Linked DNA regions of Gossypium hirsutum: region 1 is linked to region 2. The links are chromatin contacts, called in public Hi-C maps. All regions are on one chromosome and are shown on one strand. The core of a region is the stretch at or near the end of the contact, and the rest is flanking DNA. Distances in the headings are between cores, read along the strand shown.

Evidence for each region. A called contact is a pair of places that touch in the nucleus more often than the background predicts.
Region 1: a contact with region 2 is called in a Hi-C map of leaf, with 2.3 times the contacts expected there. The contact joins the promoter of LOC107955153 here to the promoter of LOC107955141 in region 2. A contact is called at or near these places in 10 of 34 Hi-C or Micro-C datasets (anther, callus, leaf and 2 more).

What each region holds. Positions count from the first base shown.
Region 1 is chrD04:12,714,588-12,718,883 of Gossypium_hirsutum_v2.1, reverse strand. It overlaps LOC107955153 (probable sugar phosphate/phosphate translocator At3g11320), which reads right to left and starts at 1,357. Exons shown (of 5, transcript XM_016890882.2): 1 at 695-1,357; 2 at 301-596. The coding sequence starts at 561. LOC107955154 (60S ribosomal protein L35a-1) reads right to left here and starts at 3,431. Exons shown (of 5, transcript XM_016890883.2): 1 at 3,190-3,431; 2 at 3,021-3,056; 3 at 2,318-2,546; 4 at 2,191-2,233; 5 at 1,516-1,664. The coding sequence starts at 3,221. The coding sequence ends at 2,192.
Region 2 is chrD04:12,086,207-12,090,688 of Gossypium_hirsutum_v2.1, reverse strand. LOC107955141 reads right to left here and starts at 1,284. Exons shown (of 3, transcript XM_016890868.2): 1 at 934-1,284; 2 at 221-558; 3 at 1-143. The coding sequence starts at 1,206. It also overlaps the pseudogene LOC107955139.

The DNA of each region.
Region 1 (4,296 bases), core at 108-2,607, 630 kb before region 2:
CAAAATTGAAATGAGACTCAAGAACACATTTATTTACAACAAGACAATAATTTGAACCATTATCCAACATAAAAAAAAGGAGCAAATCAACACTAATTTGAACAAAAATAAAAGAAACCAGTTTCCACATTCCAAAAAGATTCTCAACAGATCCCTAAAATAAGCTACCATTTTTATTAACTACTCTATCATCACTTGTATTATAAAAAACCAACAAAGTAAAGCCAAACCCATTTCCAGTAAAAGAAAAAAAAAGGGTAAACAATTTCATATTCCAAGAAAAACAAGCAAAATACATACCCCACTGGCAATGATAACCCCAGCAACAACAGGAACAAGGGTAAGATAAGTAAGCCATGCCTCCCTCTTCAATGTCATCAAGTAAGCAAATACCGCCGTAAAAAATGGCGTCGTAGCACCAACAGCCTGATTAAAGCTAACCGGAAGGAACCTCAAAGAAATATTCCCAAACACCACCGACACACAAAATACCAAACTCAACGCCGAAATCTTGAAGAATTGGACCCTAGATCGAATGGTCTGCATGGGGACCATCTTCATCCATGCAATTGCGATGTAGCTTAACAATGAACAAGCTGTCATGTGACACATGGTTAAGAAGATGGGGTATTTGAAACCATAATTGCTTAGTAAATATTTGTTTAACAACAATACACCAATGTTGGAGGAGTACCAGGCTGTTACTAGCCCGATTGTGAACAATTTGGAGTTGGTTTTCATGGTCTTCTTTGGTGTTTTGAAGATCTGGGTATCTGGGATTAAAAAAAGGAGAAAGAAAACGGTATTAACTTGAAATCTGGGAAACAATGGGTCTTTTTCTTGGAAACAGTGGGATTTTTTTTTTTTGGAATGATGGGATTGAATTAGCTTCTATGGATTTAATTGAAGTTTCTCTTTAGAAAATCAAGGATTCCCATTTCCAAAATGGAAGAAAATCTAGAAACGTGACCTTAAAAGAGAATTTTTTTTCTTTTTTTTTTAAAGAAAGCTTTTCGTGTTTTGAGGAACACCAAATGGAAAGAACGTGGCTGTCTCTCTACAGATTTTTCTGAAGAGAAGGAATAAAGAGAGAGGAAGAAATGGGATTTAAAAGCTTGTGTGTTTCTGTTTTTCTTTTTGAATTTTTCCTAATGTTATTTATCTAGGACCTTATGGAAGAGGACAAGGTGGGTTTACTAATTAATTAATTGAGACTCATTAGTTTATTCGTTTGGGTTTATTAGAAATATGTTAGCTCAATTTTAGATACAAAATTAAAGAGAAATGAATTATTTCGTTCTTTTAATTAAGAGTGAAAAGTTAAGCAAAAAATGATCATTTTAATAAATAAAGAAAATCAAAGTAGTTTTATAAAGATTCCCATCTGAGTCAAGCTCGATTAGCCCCTAGCTAAAAACCTAGCAGAAGACCAAAGATGACAATAGATTCCCAAAAAATGAATGATTATCCAAAATCTTCAAATTTAAGTAAAAATCCTTGAGAGAAGAAAATATGTGTAAACAAAATGCTGATTGTCTTATTTCATACACCATCCTAAACAAACCAAAAATAAACACAAAACATGTTGAATAAGTTTATCAAAACAAAGTGAAAAGGCAGAGTCACTCAAGTAGTCAATCACAAGCCGTTCGGCATCGAGACAGCTGCAAACAAGGAAGAAAATGCAAAATTAGGAGATAGTAAACAAGCATTAGTAGCTACAATAGTATGTCACAAGGACGATTTATATCACTTTAAAACGAGATTAATATCACTATATAAACAATTTGAACAAATGTTTTAAGGCCAGGTGCAAGGATCTAGATAAGAATTAGGCTAAAAGATGACAGATTGTGTCAACCATAGCAATGATCAAAGGTTTGAATAATTACAGATGTAGTCATTATAAAAGTTGCAGTTGTTCACATGGCTAAACTTCAACACAAATTCACAGCAAAAATTGTAATAGACACACAAAAAGGACATAACAATGAATACAGAAGGCAATTAATGTACAAAAATTAGCTTGTCCGTCAAGCAGCTAAGCTTCAAACAGAAAGTTGCAATCATTAAACTGAAGAAGATTCCTCATATACAAACAAACAAATCCCGGTTCAACCAAAGACAGTGGCAAACTCGTAAAACCACAAAACAAATAAGATAGAACATAAACTATGAAGCCAAGATTACCTTAGATATTGCTAGGGTACATGAAGACTCTGACTCGATCTCCCTGCAATGGAAACAAAAAGATAAAGTAAGATCTAAAACACAATGTTGAGAAACCCATTAGATAATGACAATGTAACACGCTCACCATAGATTTTGGGGGAAGGTTAGACTTGAACTTAGCACGGACAACACCACTGTTACCATGAGGTCTAGTGACCTTTCCCCAAATGCAGCGATAGTGTGAGCCATTCTTCTTCACCTTAGCTTTGTATATATAAGCCATGCGCTTTCCTGCATACCAAGCTACTTCCTCCTTGGTGTTAACTCCCTCAATCTGGATCAAAGAAGTATTTGGGTACTGGTTCGACTTTGACCTAACCACACCACCACCATCAAACAAATAATAAGCTTCAATCCCAAACATAAAATATAACAGCCCCCAAAATCAATTTCTAGTTCTTCAACTCAGAACATCTAAAAAAACACAACTCCAAACCCTCATTCTAAAACCTAGAAATTCAATCACCCTTTATCACCCAAACACTGATTTTAGTTTGAAAATGAAGCACTACCCAGCACCTATAGTCAATAAAAAACCTACTTCAGCAAAAAAACAAAAAGTAACTAAATTTTTGTTTCCTTCACTCAATTTCATAACAAACAAACAATACAGTTAAAACTTCAACTTTCTTTTTCCATTAAAAAAATTAAATCAGCTAAATTTAATCCTACATTTAACTAAATATTCAATTTCCGGAAAACGGGTTTCCTCTAATTCCTAAAACTAAAATCCCAGCTTAAAACCAACAACAATAAAACAGTAAAAAATTTTTGGAAAGTCTTACTACCTCTTGTAACCCAAGATGGTTCCTCTTACATAGAGTCTGCAAAAAAAAAAGAAAAAAAAAGTGAGTGAGTAAAATCCAAAAGCTATATTCCGTACGTCAAACTGGGAAAATTGATAGAAAAAAGGAGGTAGGTTCAGAACGAAGAACAAGTGAAGAGATCAAAGGTTACCTGACACGCTCTCCTTGGCGTCCCTTCACCATTTCCTCCCGATTCGGACGCTGAAGCTTATTCCTTTCGAATCCTGAAAAAGCTCTAAAACCCTAATAAGATTTCCGATTTGGGGGAAATTTATATAGAGCGGCTGTAAGTTTTTAGATATGAAGGAAATTATGAAATGAAGTTGGGCCAGTGTTCTTTTAAAAAAAAAACTCAAAGGACTCAAAATCGAAGGTATCTGTTCATGGGCCAAGCCCTCGTTTTTACATGTTTAGATTCCTAACTATTTATCGTGGAATAGATTTTGGTTACATTATAAAATCAATAACTATGGCACTTCACGTGTATTTAAATACAATACTTTATATTAAGTTAACGAAGTAACTCAAACACTATTCAATCATTAAATGAGTTGAAAATTTAATTTTTAAAATTATGAAAATAGATAGAATCAATTATGTGTTTTTAAAATTAGGGTAAACTGTTAAAATAGTCACTTTTGTTTACCTTAGCTTACATTTTAATCACTTTGTTTAAAATGTTACGTTTTAGTCACTTATGTTAACGTGTTGTAAAATTTTAGTCACTAAGCTGTTAACAGTATAATGGTAAGCTAACATGGCATGTTAAATCATCATTTCAAACAAAAATTTTAAGTTAAATTATACAATTGGTCCCCATATTTTTTCGTTTTGAGCAATTTAAATTTTTTTCTTTTCTATTCTTTTAACTTATCTTTTTTTCTTTCTTTATTTTTCATTCTCTTCTGCTTCCTCCTTTCTCTATCTCTTTTAACATAGTTTTTCTATATTGTCCATTTGTTAAAATTTTTTTATGTTTATGAAAAAAAAAGGTTAAAGGTGAAACCAAAATAAAACTTGTTTTGCATATTCTCATCCCACAATTACAAACCATCATCGCCCATCATCACTTTAACAAACCAATTTGAATCTCTCAATGACCTAGTCCACAAGCTCACTTTACTCGAAGACTTCGCTAGTCGTGACTTATGGCAGTTCACCCTTAACAAAGTTTCCCGGGCTAATTCCCTTAACCTCCTAACCAACCCCTACAACCACCTTATCTATCTTACCTACAACATTCTCACCCTCTCAAAAC
Region 2 (4,482 bases), core at 35-2,534:
TCTTGAGGTTCTTCAACCACAGAATATACTCCCGGCCATCCTTATTAATCATGTACTCGTGCAAGTAATTTGTGGTGCTCGGTTTGATTCCTCGGATCTCCAAATACTTGTGAAAAGCCTTCTGCAGGTTCTCATCCAAATCACTGCAAAACAAGAACATTAGTAATCGCATTCCATGCAAATCAATATTCCAATTTCACAATGTATCGAACAGGCTTACTAGAAATCTGGGCCTTCATAGGCGAGTTCATCCTCCGAGTTGGGATTTCGAACGGACAAACTATCTATGGTAATCTCATCAGGGTAAGCGGTACAGTTGAACTCTAAACTCGGACCATCTTTTTTTGAGACATTAACAACCAATGGGACATTTGATTTACTAGGCTTTTCAGTGTCATCATCATTGTCATCATCCGCTTCGCCTTCACCAGTGACAAGATCAGGCATGTGAACATTAACTTTGACGAGTTCACCATCATACTCTCGTGTTAATGTTATGGTTTGAAGCCCAGGAGTGTCTTCGATTTTGAAAGGGAATTCACTTGGAGTTCCTTCAGCCTGTGAAGAAACAAATTTTTTTTAAATGATTAAAAGACAATTCAAAATAAAGCATTGTTTTCAGCTTGAAAACTTAACATCAATACTAGCTATTAAGCGATTGTTCTGTTTTTTTTCCCCACAAATTCTCTCAATAACCATATTGTAAACGACTAAAAGCAGCTTCTAATTATGTTTCTCGGGTCGGATATAAGTGCTACAATGAGTGTTACCATGTTCCAAGACAGCTCTTGAATTCAATCCCTACAAGTCTTCAGTTGACACGATTTTGATTGTAAAACACCCAAAATCCAACTTCTATTTTTCCACTTACTTTTCGTACAAACCCTAAATGACAAAGAAAATGGGGAAAAGAAAAACTAATTAATTACTCACCTGATCATATTCATCACTCTCCTCGGCACACTGAATCTCAGACTCAATAACTCGGAGAAGAGACTCATCAGAAGCGGATTTTTGAGAATCAACAGCCGTTGAGAAATGTAGGGTGTTTGGGTAAAAACGGTTCACAGTAGGTTGCTGAGGCTGGAATCCATGGTTCAAGGCCGTGAAGATGCAAGAGTGGTAATTTCTCTGGACTCGGGTGAGTCGAATAGCGAGTGGTGCTAAGGAGTTAGCTGTTTTCCGGAGAATGGAAGTGAAAGCCATGGGGTAGAAAGGTTGCTAGGGTTTTGGGAACAGCTAGATTGTAGTACGTGAAGAGGGTTTTAGGTTATTTTAAAGGCAGCATTGATGTTGAGGTACTGATGGGCTATATTCAAAAGCTTCCCCTGTTGGGCCTAATTTGGTCTGGGATTGGGCAGTTACCCATAAATTCTCTAAATCTAACTTTATCCACTCGGGTTTAGCCTATTCTACAATGTCCCAACTGGATTATATGATGTTAACTCTAGGCATGGGGTCTTAACAAGCGGCTTTATTTCATTTGATTACTTATGCTTATTCGAAAGCATTGTTGTTTTTAGCATCTGTATTGATTATTCATTCCATGGAAACTATTGTTAGATATTCTTTAGAGAAAAGTTGGAATATAATTTTTATGTGTAAGAAAGCACGTGTCCATTACGATTTTAATCAAACAAATTATTAAAAATTTCAAATTTCACTAATTTCGATAAATTTGATCCAATTTCAACCAACCTTAATTTTATATTTACAATTTTTAATATTTAAATTTATTTATTATTCATGTTATTATCTATGTGTCAAAATCTAAATATAAAAATGAAAGGTTGCATAAAAAGGTTGAATTTATGTTAACCGAAACAGCAAATCTTATTAAGAAAACCATACATTTTTAAAAAAGAAAATCAATGAAACCTCAATTCTTTTGTGTAATTTCTCTTTGGATAAATTAGCTAGGTGATTATCCAACTTTTAGGTATGTTCCATTTTGATCACCCAATTTAAAAAACTTTCAATTTTATCATCAATTTTTTAAATTTTAAAATTTTAGTCACCCTGTTAAATACTTAATAGAAAGCTGACATGGGTGGTTTTTTATTGGTCTAATAATAAATTTAACTCTCCAATATTTATACATTTTATCAATTTGATCCTAAATCTAGCCATTTAGCCCTCAATATTTACAAAATTTCACAAACTTCAGTAATTTTCACAACAATGATCCTGTATTCTCTCTACTAGCAAATCGGTGAATTGCTTCCCTCTCAGCTTCTCTCCTTTCTTTTTAATTGTTTTATTTTTCTTTTCTATCTCTGCAATTTTGTGCTTTGCTTTGAAAGTTATTCAATTTTTGCACAAGAATGAAGAGAAGAAAACCCCAAAGGTAAAAATAAGAAAAAAAAAAGATGGAAAAGACCTATGCGCCCAAACGTGTTCCTTAACCAGGCCTAGTTAATTTTGGAGAAGCAAGAGTCTGAACTCTGTGTGTGTGTGTGTGTGTTTTAATGGGTTTCCCCTGTAATTTAGATAGTTGCTTCTTTTAGATATTGTTTTTCGCTACTTCAATTGATAGTTTCGTTGGTTAATTTAGTTCTTTTTGACTTATTTCTTATTGGGTTTTTTTTCTCCGATTTCCTTATGCCTGTGAAATTATCTGCACAAGTGTTTCAATTTCCCTTGAAGGGCTTGATTGTTCCACTTTTGGCTTGTTTATAAGTATGTGCCATCATCTCACACTGAAGAAGCCAAATTGGAACAAATCATCACTGATTTCTTGTAAGAGTCTTTTAGAATTAAATCGAATTTTTTTGTAAATGTAATAATTTTTTTAGAATTAGAACTAAATGATAAATTTTGTAAGCGTTGAGGGTTAAATTTGTTAAATTTTTAAATTTAAAGTTTAATTGATAAAATATACAAATATTGAAAATTTTAATTTGTTATTAGGCCAATAAAAAATTTCACTAAACTTTCCATGACTAAAATTTTAAATTTAAAAAATATTGGTGATGAAATTGAAAGTTTTTAAAGTTAAGTGATCAAATTAAAACCTACCCAAAAGTTGGGTGACCACCAGGTAGTTTACTCTCTCTCTCTCTTTTCTTTACAAAAGAAGCAGAAATACAGCAACACTAAAATCTAAGCTTCCCATGCCTAAGGGCGTCAGCATGCAGTGAAGGGAGAAGGCTGTCAGGCGGATTAGGCAAACGGACGAGCCCATTCGTGCCTTCATGCGCCAGGTTAGCGAGATGATCAGCATAATGGTTACCTTCCCGGAAAATATGCCGAACCTCCATCACCCATCCCTCTCGTATCAAGTCCAAGCAATCACCAATATACATATTTAATAGATGCTGATGCTCATAAGATCCGAGACAGCAGCTAAACTACCCATAACTCGTCTAACTCAACAATCTAACGAGCTACCCTGAACTCCTTGGCTAACCGCAAATCACCTTGAACACCCCCACAACTCCGGTGGAAGGCTGTCCGTACGTCCGATCTTTAGCATGAACCCATGCACCCAATTTCCATCTGCACTGCACAGCAAGCCACTAGCAGTCACTAAGGCCCGAACAAGAACACACCGCCCCATCCGTATTCAAGTTTTCTAATAACAGGGTACCATTTGAAGATTTGACCATTCCTTGTCCCCTTCAGGTCAACTTGGAACCCCTGCGACAATCTTTTATTAGATAAATTAGTTAGTCTAATGAGTTTGATCTTTTCTCGAATTAAGCTCTAATGGAGTTCGAAAACATAAAATTCAAGTTTAGTTCGAGCTCGATTGAAGAAAACAATTCATCTAAAATGTTCAAGTAAAATATAAAAATTAAAAAGAAAACATTTTCCGACAACAATAAATTAAAGGATCATTCTTGAATTTAACTTGGTTGATTCCAAGATCTACAAACCTTTCTTTATTCGATAAACCAACTGGTTATTTATTTATATATACATACACTAAAATAACATATTTCATATAAATGATCAAACAACAGAAAAAATTACCCCTGAACCGTCTAAACACACATCACTCAGACTTGGAGAACTGTGTTGGATGGCAAAAGAAAAGAAAACTGAAAGAACAAAAGCATTATCTGGAAAATTGAACTCTGTCACATGACAATCTCAGGCTTCAAAATGCTGGATTTGATCTCTTTGTGAGGCAAAATGACGCCACCGCTGCTATATATTTCATCCCATACATGCACATCTTCTCCAAGTATAGTCATGTTCTCTACTCGAGCCCATTGGCTGACAGTGGAGTGCCATCCAATGATGCTGCTTGATATGCAAGCATGCTTCTTGATGCGAACTCCACGCATCACGGTGCAGCGAGAGAGTCTGACTCCAGCCTCGACCACACATCCTGGACCAACAACTACATCTGGTCCAATCAAACATCCTTCCCCAATTTTAGCACTCTCATGAACTAAAACATTTCCCACTATGTGGTGACCAGTGGCTAACTTAGTTGAAGATTTCTTTCACAGGGAGTCTAGATAAAGCCCGAGT